2 separate regions of the Mus musculus genome follow, and region 1 is linked to region 2. A link is a contact called in public Hi-C data. All regions are on one chromosome and are shown on one strand. Each heading gives the region's core, a stretch centred on a gene start, on an enhancer-like site or on the middle of the called end of the contact. The rest is flanking DNA. Distances are from core to core; before and after follow the strand shown. Region 1 has its middle 25 kb from the start of Odf1. Region 2 has its middle 26 kb from the start of Gm35081.

Region 1 (3,452 bases), core at 47-2,546, 75 kb before region 2:
TCTTCTGCTAGTCCCCCGCTTTATCCTAGGCTGTTGCTTACAGTCTTAGTTTTGTGTGATTATGAAATGAATTATACCTCACCCCATCTCACATATTCAAATCCAAACTCCTAATATTTCAAAATATAACTGGTTTTGAAGATAAGCTCTACCCCCACCCCACCCCTGCTCTTTGAGACAAGATCTCATGTAGCCCAGGTTGTCCTGGAATTCCCTGCCAAGCTGAGCCTGGCCTTGAATTATTTATTATTTTTTATTTAAAAAGTGTTTATTATTTTATGTATGTGGATGTTTTGCCTGCATACATTTCTGTGTAGCACCTATGTGTAATGGTCTGGGAGGCCAGAAGAAGGCACGAGATAACCTGGGACCAGAATTACAGAAAAGTAATTCATGTACTTTTAGCCTCTGCTTCTGTCCCAGACTCCCTCCCAAAACTAATGTCAAGTTGTCTTGTGGACTGCGGTCATCTAGAAATCCTCCTGAAGAGAATCTACTCCCAAGCTCACTCTGTGGCTGTCATTGGTGGCCCCTACTGATGGGTGGGTAGAGGTGATGTCAATTCCTCACCATTGAGTGTCTCCATGGGGCAATTCTTGGTGGGGTGGCTGACTTCACAGTGAGCAAGGAACGGATGGGCTCAGTGGAACACAGCCTTTAAAATTTTTATTCCTTATTTATTTTATGAGATGAGTATGGACTTGTGCATGCTGGGAAAATACTACCGAGCTACAGAACCAACCACAGCCCAATCTTCTTATAACCCAGCCATGACATTTGGGGTATTCCATTCAGTAGAGGCAAATCAAGAGGCTCAGCCTACACACGAGGGGAGGGAACTGCACACACACACCCATGCCCGTTCGTGCACACACAACTTTTAGACAACTCTGATCCCTGGGTGCTGGCCAGAGGGGCTCCCCAGCAGAGCAGTCTAGCATCCTTCTTAGGGGCTCCTTAGCTTGCTTAGCGCTAAGCTTAGTTTTGACATCTTCAATCAAAACAGAGGATTAAGAAGGAGCCTGTAACATTCCATTGCACTAGCAAGAGAGAAGAAAGAGTGTGGGCTCACAGCTTGACAGATTTGGCAGGGAAAAGATAACAGGATGTCTCAATGGCTCTGTTTTCCAGTGAACCAGGAATTGTGGTTGCTAGCTAGAATTGAGTCATCGAGGGTGTGGCAAAGATTGCAAACTGAAACACAAAGCCACATTTCCTGGGGTTCCTTTTCCAGTTTATAGAGTGGCCCGGCCAGGAACTACATTTCCCAGAATTCCTCAAACCTGGGGCACCACGTGAGTAGTTCTTGCCAATAGGGTAGGGGAGAAGCAAACCAAGGCATTTCCTAGGCAGGGAGCCTAGCAAGAGGCTTCTCTTTCTGAGCATAAAGCATTTCGAGACTCCAGGAAGGAGTCACAAGATTAAAAGGCACCTGGACCACAGAAAGACAACAATTAGGAAGACCTGCTCTGGGTTTGTGCATGAGCAAGGAACACGAATTATTTCTCAAGCCACTGAAAATATAGTTTGATGACGGCAACAGGTAGGGGTTACCATAACAATCCGACCTCATGGGCTCGAAACTTGACAAATAGCACACGACTGTCAATGAGTGGACACAGGGCAGCTGGTAGTGGGCCCGGCCTGAAGAGTCTCCCTGACCTTGGCAGGACACTGGATGGTGGTGACCCATTATATAGTTCCATTGCCCGGGTTGGGCAGAGCTGCCTAACTGTGACCCCAGAATCTTAATACGACCCCAAGAGAAAGGTACCCTGAAAATGGCTGAAATCGTTCTTACTGCCACACTCTCACAACTGGGTTTGAAATAAATGACTGTGGCTCGGTAGGAATGCCGACAGCAGCATTTATTTGTACTTGTTGAAGATTACGCTAGTCTCCAACTCTCCACCCTGACAAGTCAATAGGATGTTAGTCTCAGAATTAAGGGTGCTGCGAGTTTCTTCCTGCTGTGAACATCGGGGGTGGGGGTGGGGTGGGGGTGGGGGTGGGGTGGGGGTGGGGGGGACTGGCCTCTGCCTCCCGGCCACCTCCCTCACTCCATGGCCCTGAAGCAGTAATCTGCGATCCTGCCTCAGCCCAAGAAACCCATACTGGCTGCTGCCCCGAAGCTGAAGGACAAGTCGGCCTCTCCCGGCCTGCCAAAAGGAGAAAAGGAACAGCAAGAAGCAACTGAACGTATTGATGAAGTACAAAATAAAATAGACAGACTTAATGAACAAGCCAGCGAGGGAATGTTGAAAGTAGAACAAAAATATAACAAACTCCGCCAACCATTTTTTCAGAAGAGGTCAGAATGGATCTCCAAAATCTCAAATTTTTGGTAACAACATTCGTCAACCATCCACAAGTGTCTGCACCGCTTGGGGAGGAGGACGAGGAGGAGGACGAGGAGGAGGACGAGGAGGAGGACGAGGAGGAGGACGAGGAGGAGGACGAGGAGGAGGACGAGGAGGCTCTGCATTATTTGACCAGAGTTGAAGTGACAGAATTTGAAGACATTAAATCAGGTTACAGAATAGATTTTTATTTTGATGAAAATCCTTACTCTGAAAACAAGGTTCTCTCCAAAGAATTTCATCTGAATGACTTTGTCCGTCTTCAAAGTCCACCGAAATCAAATGGCAATCTGGAAAGGATTTGACAAAGCGCTCAAGTCGAATGCAGCGTAAGGCCAGCAGGAAGAGGCAGCACGAAGAGCCAGAGAGCTGCTTTACCTGGTTTACTGACCATCCTGACGCAGGTGCTGACGAGCTAGCAGAGGTCATCAAAGATGACATTTGGCCAAATCCCTTGCAGGACTATTTGGTTCCTAATAGGGATGATGAAGAAGGAGAGGCAGGTGATGATGATGAGAGGAAGGGTTGGAAGATATCGATGAAGGAGTTGAGGATGAAGGTGAAGATGATGAGGGTGAAGGGGAGGAGAGGATGACTAGCACTGATGGACTCCAACCTTCCTTTTTCTTTTTATTTATTTTTAAAATTTTCTCCAGTCCCTAGGAGCAAGTTACAGCTCTTTTCTCCCTGCCCCTCTATGGTCAGTCACCCTGTTTTTGAGGTCTCAACATCATGATTCTCAACTAATTTTGGGGAAAATATCTTGAGCAAAATACAACAGGAGAAGAATCTAAAAAAAAAAAAAAAAAAAAAAAAGAGTGCAGCCTCCTGTCCTCTATGTCTTATGTTTCAAATGCAAGCAGGCCTGACTTGTGATCAGGACAGACGGGCAGACCGACCACCTGAAGGAGCCAACACGGTTCTTCACTCTGCTTTATTTTAGGTCAATGCTAAGAATCTGTCCAGTTCCTGACTACTTGGGAAACCTACCACTTTAGGACAAACACACACACACACACACACATACACACACACACACCCCTCCTGCCCAGTCTGAGCATTGGTCAGAGAGCATCCCACATCTTTTGGAAT
Region 2 (3,655 bases), core at 497-2,996:
TGAAGGTTTACATATAGGATATGTTGAATCTGATTAATATAGATTTCCCTAGTAGTGTTTTTTTTTAAAGATTTATTTATTTATTATATGTAAGTATACTGTAGCTGTCTTCAGACATTCCAGAAGAGGGCATCAGATCTTGTTATGGATGGTTGTGAGCCACCATGTGGTTGCTGGGATTTGAACTCAGGACTTTTGGAAGAGCAGTCAGTGCTCTTAATCACTGAGTCCTCTCTCCAGCCCGTAATGATTCTTTAACCTGTAAGTCTTAGAGTTACCTGGAAAACATTTTAAAGGTATTCAGAGTCTGGGGATGTTGGCAGTTTCATTCCCAACATAGAATACACACACACACACACACACACACACACACACACATACACACACACACACATACACACACACTCATCTATATATAAAGTGTGGGGGGAAGACAGACAGACAGACAGAGACAGAGAGACACAGAGAGACGATGCATATGATCAGAGCACACAAGTGCATGTTTTGTTTAATATACAGATAACCCTTAGAAATCCATGAGAACTAGATTATTAGCCATATTTAACTGATAAACAGCCACGAGCTTAAATAACCCCTCACCCTTTAAACAACTTAAAGTTGTTTCTGTCCAGTAATTGCCAATGTAACAAAAAAACTAACAGAAAATGGGTGCCTTTTTTTTGTGTTTCACAATGTGGGATCATTATGGCTGCTCTGTGGATCAGAAGCCCTTAGAACTAGTTTGTGGCAGAAATCCAGAAGCCTTTGGAAAAGGAGGTGAGAGAAGCCTCAGAAAGCTCTACGTTTTGATGCTCAGTCAGAAGAACGTACTATCAATGGAAGTGTGTACAATGAAGATGGTTCTTCATGAGTTTTTAGGTAGAAAGTCAAATTGAGAATTAGACTCCATAGAGGATGTAGGTATGAGATTATGGCCAAGAACTTCGCCACATTTTTATCCCATCTTGAGCCTTTCATGGAGATTGGGTTTAGAGTTGGTGGACTAGGGAGGCTGAGTTGAAAACTGACGGGATAGTCAATCTGTCAGAGGAGAATTTAAGGCAACCCGGCATCCGGGTTGTGGTCTTCTGATCACCGGCCGTGTTGAGTCAGAGACATGAGATTCTCTTAAAAGGCAGGCAGAGCAGAAAGACCTGAAAGACTTATGAGGAAAGAAGTGTGCTGAGATTGAAGAAGAGAAGTCCTTTGCATTGGGGAGATAGGAGATGCCTTGATGGTTTCTCAGACCTGGCCAGGCTATGTGCATAGAGCTGGAATGTCAATGCTTTGCTTTGAAAGGAGAATTCTAGGGTGGCCTGCTCACATAGCGCTACACAGGAAAAATACTTCTCCCTGTTCACCAACCCAGACACTTGGGCCATTGCAACAATGGTCTGGGGGCTGGAGGGGGGGGGGGGATCTGGCCACCACTGGAGTTGGTAGCAGGCTTTAGGGCTGTTCGTGTGGTGCTGGTTTTTCAGCCACAGAATGTAAGAGCTATCGGATCATGGAGACTTCCACACTGATTGCAAAAGAAGGCCTGGGAATGCAGACTGTACATGACCACGTGTGAGTCTTTAAAGACAGCTCCCAGGAACGACGTGTGAAGCTGTAAGGGTGAAGCCCCAGGATGTTGAAAAGGCCAAGAGTGTGAGAAAGTCTGTCACCACAAGCCACAGACAGCAAACAGAGGCAGTCTGTGGCAGGCAGGCCGTGTGGATTGAGCCTGTCCAGACGCAGAGGCCAGCTGTTGACTCTGCTGGGGTCCCTTCTCAGCACCACATAAACAGGGCACCAGGCGCATAGCCGTAGGATTAGCGTCTGCCCTGCGGGCTTGCTTCAGCTCCACTTTCCTTTCCTTTCCTTTCTCTCCATTTTGGGATGACAAGTTTACTTTGTGCCACTGTGTCTTGAGAATGTGTAGTTTGGTTTTGATGTTACAGGGCTCACAGCTAAGAATTTGCCCTGAGTCCCAGAGGAGACTTGGACCGTTACTGGAACCATTAGGACTATGAGAACTCTTGGAGATGTACGGAATGCATTATGGGAAGGACATGGAATTCTCAGGGCCAGGATCATTATGGTTCAGGGAGAGATGTTTGGGTGTGAACTTGACAAAGCATTATGGTTAATCTGAATTATCAACTTCATTGGACTGAGAAATGCCTGGGGTGCGTAAAGCACGTTTCTGGGTGTCTGGAACGTTTCCACTGAAGGTTAGCTACAGGGTGATAGTCCACCCTGAATGTGTGGAGCACAGCCCGTAGGCTGGCCCCAAAGGAAGCAAAGCAAAGCAGAGAGCCTGTGGGTGCGGAAGTTTTCTTTTGGCTTTCTGACTGCTGGGGAGCGAGCTCTGCTCTGTCGAAAGATGGATTCCTCCCCATCATGATGGACAAACTAAAATACAACCTTTTCTACTCAGAGTCATTTGTCTGGCATTGGTCATGGCAAATATATATATATATATATATATATATAAATTAAAGAGACATACACCTGTAACCTTAACCCTTGGAAGGCAGAGGCAGGAGGATCAGGAGCTCAAGGCTACTCCGTGCTATATGAAATCCTGTCTGTAAAAAATGGAATAAAAAAAAGATGTCACAAGTTGATTAACCTAATAGGAGAAAGGAACAAAAGCAAGAATAGGCAGTTCACACACTCGTTTGCAAAAAAAAAAAAAAGTCACAGATGTGTGTGCCCACACATGCATGTGGACATGTGTGTGCATGTGTAAAACCTTTGCATTGTTTAAATTCACTTTTATCATAAGCATGTATTACTGGGCATGATGGTTTTTCAGGGCTGTTTCCAGGGCTCTATCCCCAAGCTAGACACCGAGCCCCATCTCACTTTATTAAACAACAGGTTCCTCCCTGGACAGACTGGATCTAAATCTCTGGGGATAGGAAGCAGGAATTTATGCTTCAGAAAATAAATGCAAGCAGCCTGCTTAGTACAGTACAGCTTGTAATTCCAGCATTCAGAAGGTCAAGGCAGAGGATTGCCCCAGGCTTGAGCTAGTCTGGCCTACATAGTATGTTCCAGGTAGCCAGGGCTAGAGAGTGAGACGTTGGCTCAAAACAAAATAACACACACTCCCCACCCCCAGAAAAACAAAATAAATGGGAGAGAGGGTGAGGCTGGAGGGATGACCCAGTCATGGGAACTTGCAGCCTATGAAGCTCCAGTTCCCAGGAACCCAACAGCATCCTCTGGGCCTCATGGGCACCAGCTGTGCAAACGGTACACAGACACACATGCAGTCAAAATACCAACACATATCAAATAATAAAATAAAAATTAACAAACACACAGCAACAAACAGGGCCTTGATGGGTGGCTCTGTGATTCCTGCTAGCCTCATTCAGAGAACCCAACCGTTAACTCCAGTTCCATGGGATCTCCCTCTCTTCTGTGGTTGCCTGCATTCTGGCATGCATATGGTACACGTAACGTGGCAAACACACATACACATAAGCAAACATCTCTTTTTCTTTCTTTTTTTCTTAAGCAAAAACTTCAAAAAAAGGCTGGCACCTAGATAAGGACAGAGACACAAGCCTAGCAAATCTTGAAGTGCTGACAGAGAGCTGAAGTTGACGTGCTGTGTCCAGTGACCAAGTGATGAAATAAACAGCTCAGTATTGGATTA

Evidence for each region. Hi-C and Micro-C count contacts between places; a contact is called where the count stands out from the background.
Region 1: a contact with region 2 is called in a Hi-C map of the N1E-115 cell line, with 5 times the contacts expected there. The contact joins two enhancer-like sites. A contact is called at or near these places in 9 of 484 Hi-C or Micro-C datasets (the HL-1 cell line, the N1E-115 cell line, Sertoli cells and 6 more) and 2 of 115 datasets of contacts at active chromatin or transcription factors (both in embryonic stem cells).

What each region holds. Positions count from the first base shown.
Region 1 is chr15:38,242,860-38,246,311 of GRCm38.p6, reverse strand. It overlaps the pseudogene Gm8705. Among named protein-coding and RNA genes, the nearest start is that of Odf1, 25 kb to the right of the region's middle. Within about 2 kb of position 1,296, at least 221 of the 459 cell types and tissues checked have an H3K27ac peak or open chromatin away from gene starts, as enhancers often do. A contact at or near this core is called in the N1E-115 cell line, where this site is marked.
Region 2 is chr15:38,167,937-38,171,591 of GRCm38.p6, reverse strand. No RefSeq gene overlaps it. Among named protein-coding and RNA genes, the nearest start is that of Gm35081, 26 kb to the right of the region's middle. Within about 2 kb of position 1,746, at least 32 of the 459 cell types and tissues checked have an H3K27ac peak or open chromatin away from gene starts, as enhancers often do. A contact at or near this core is called in the N1E-115 cell line, where this site is marked.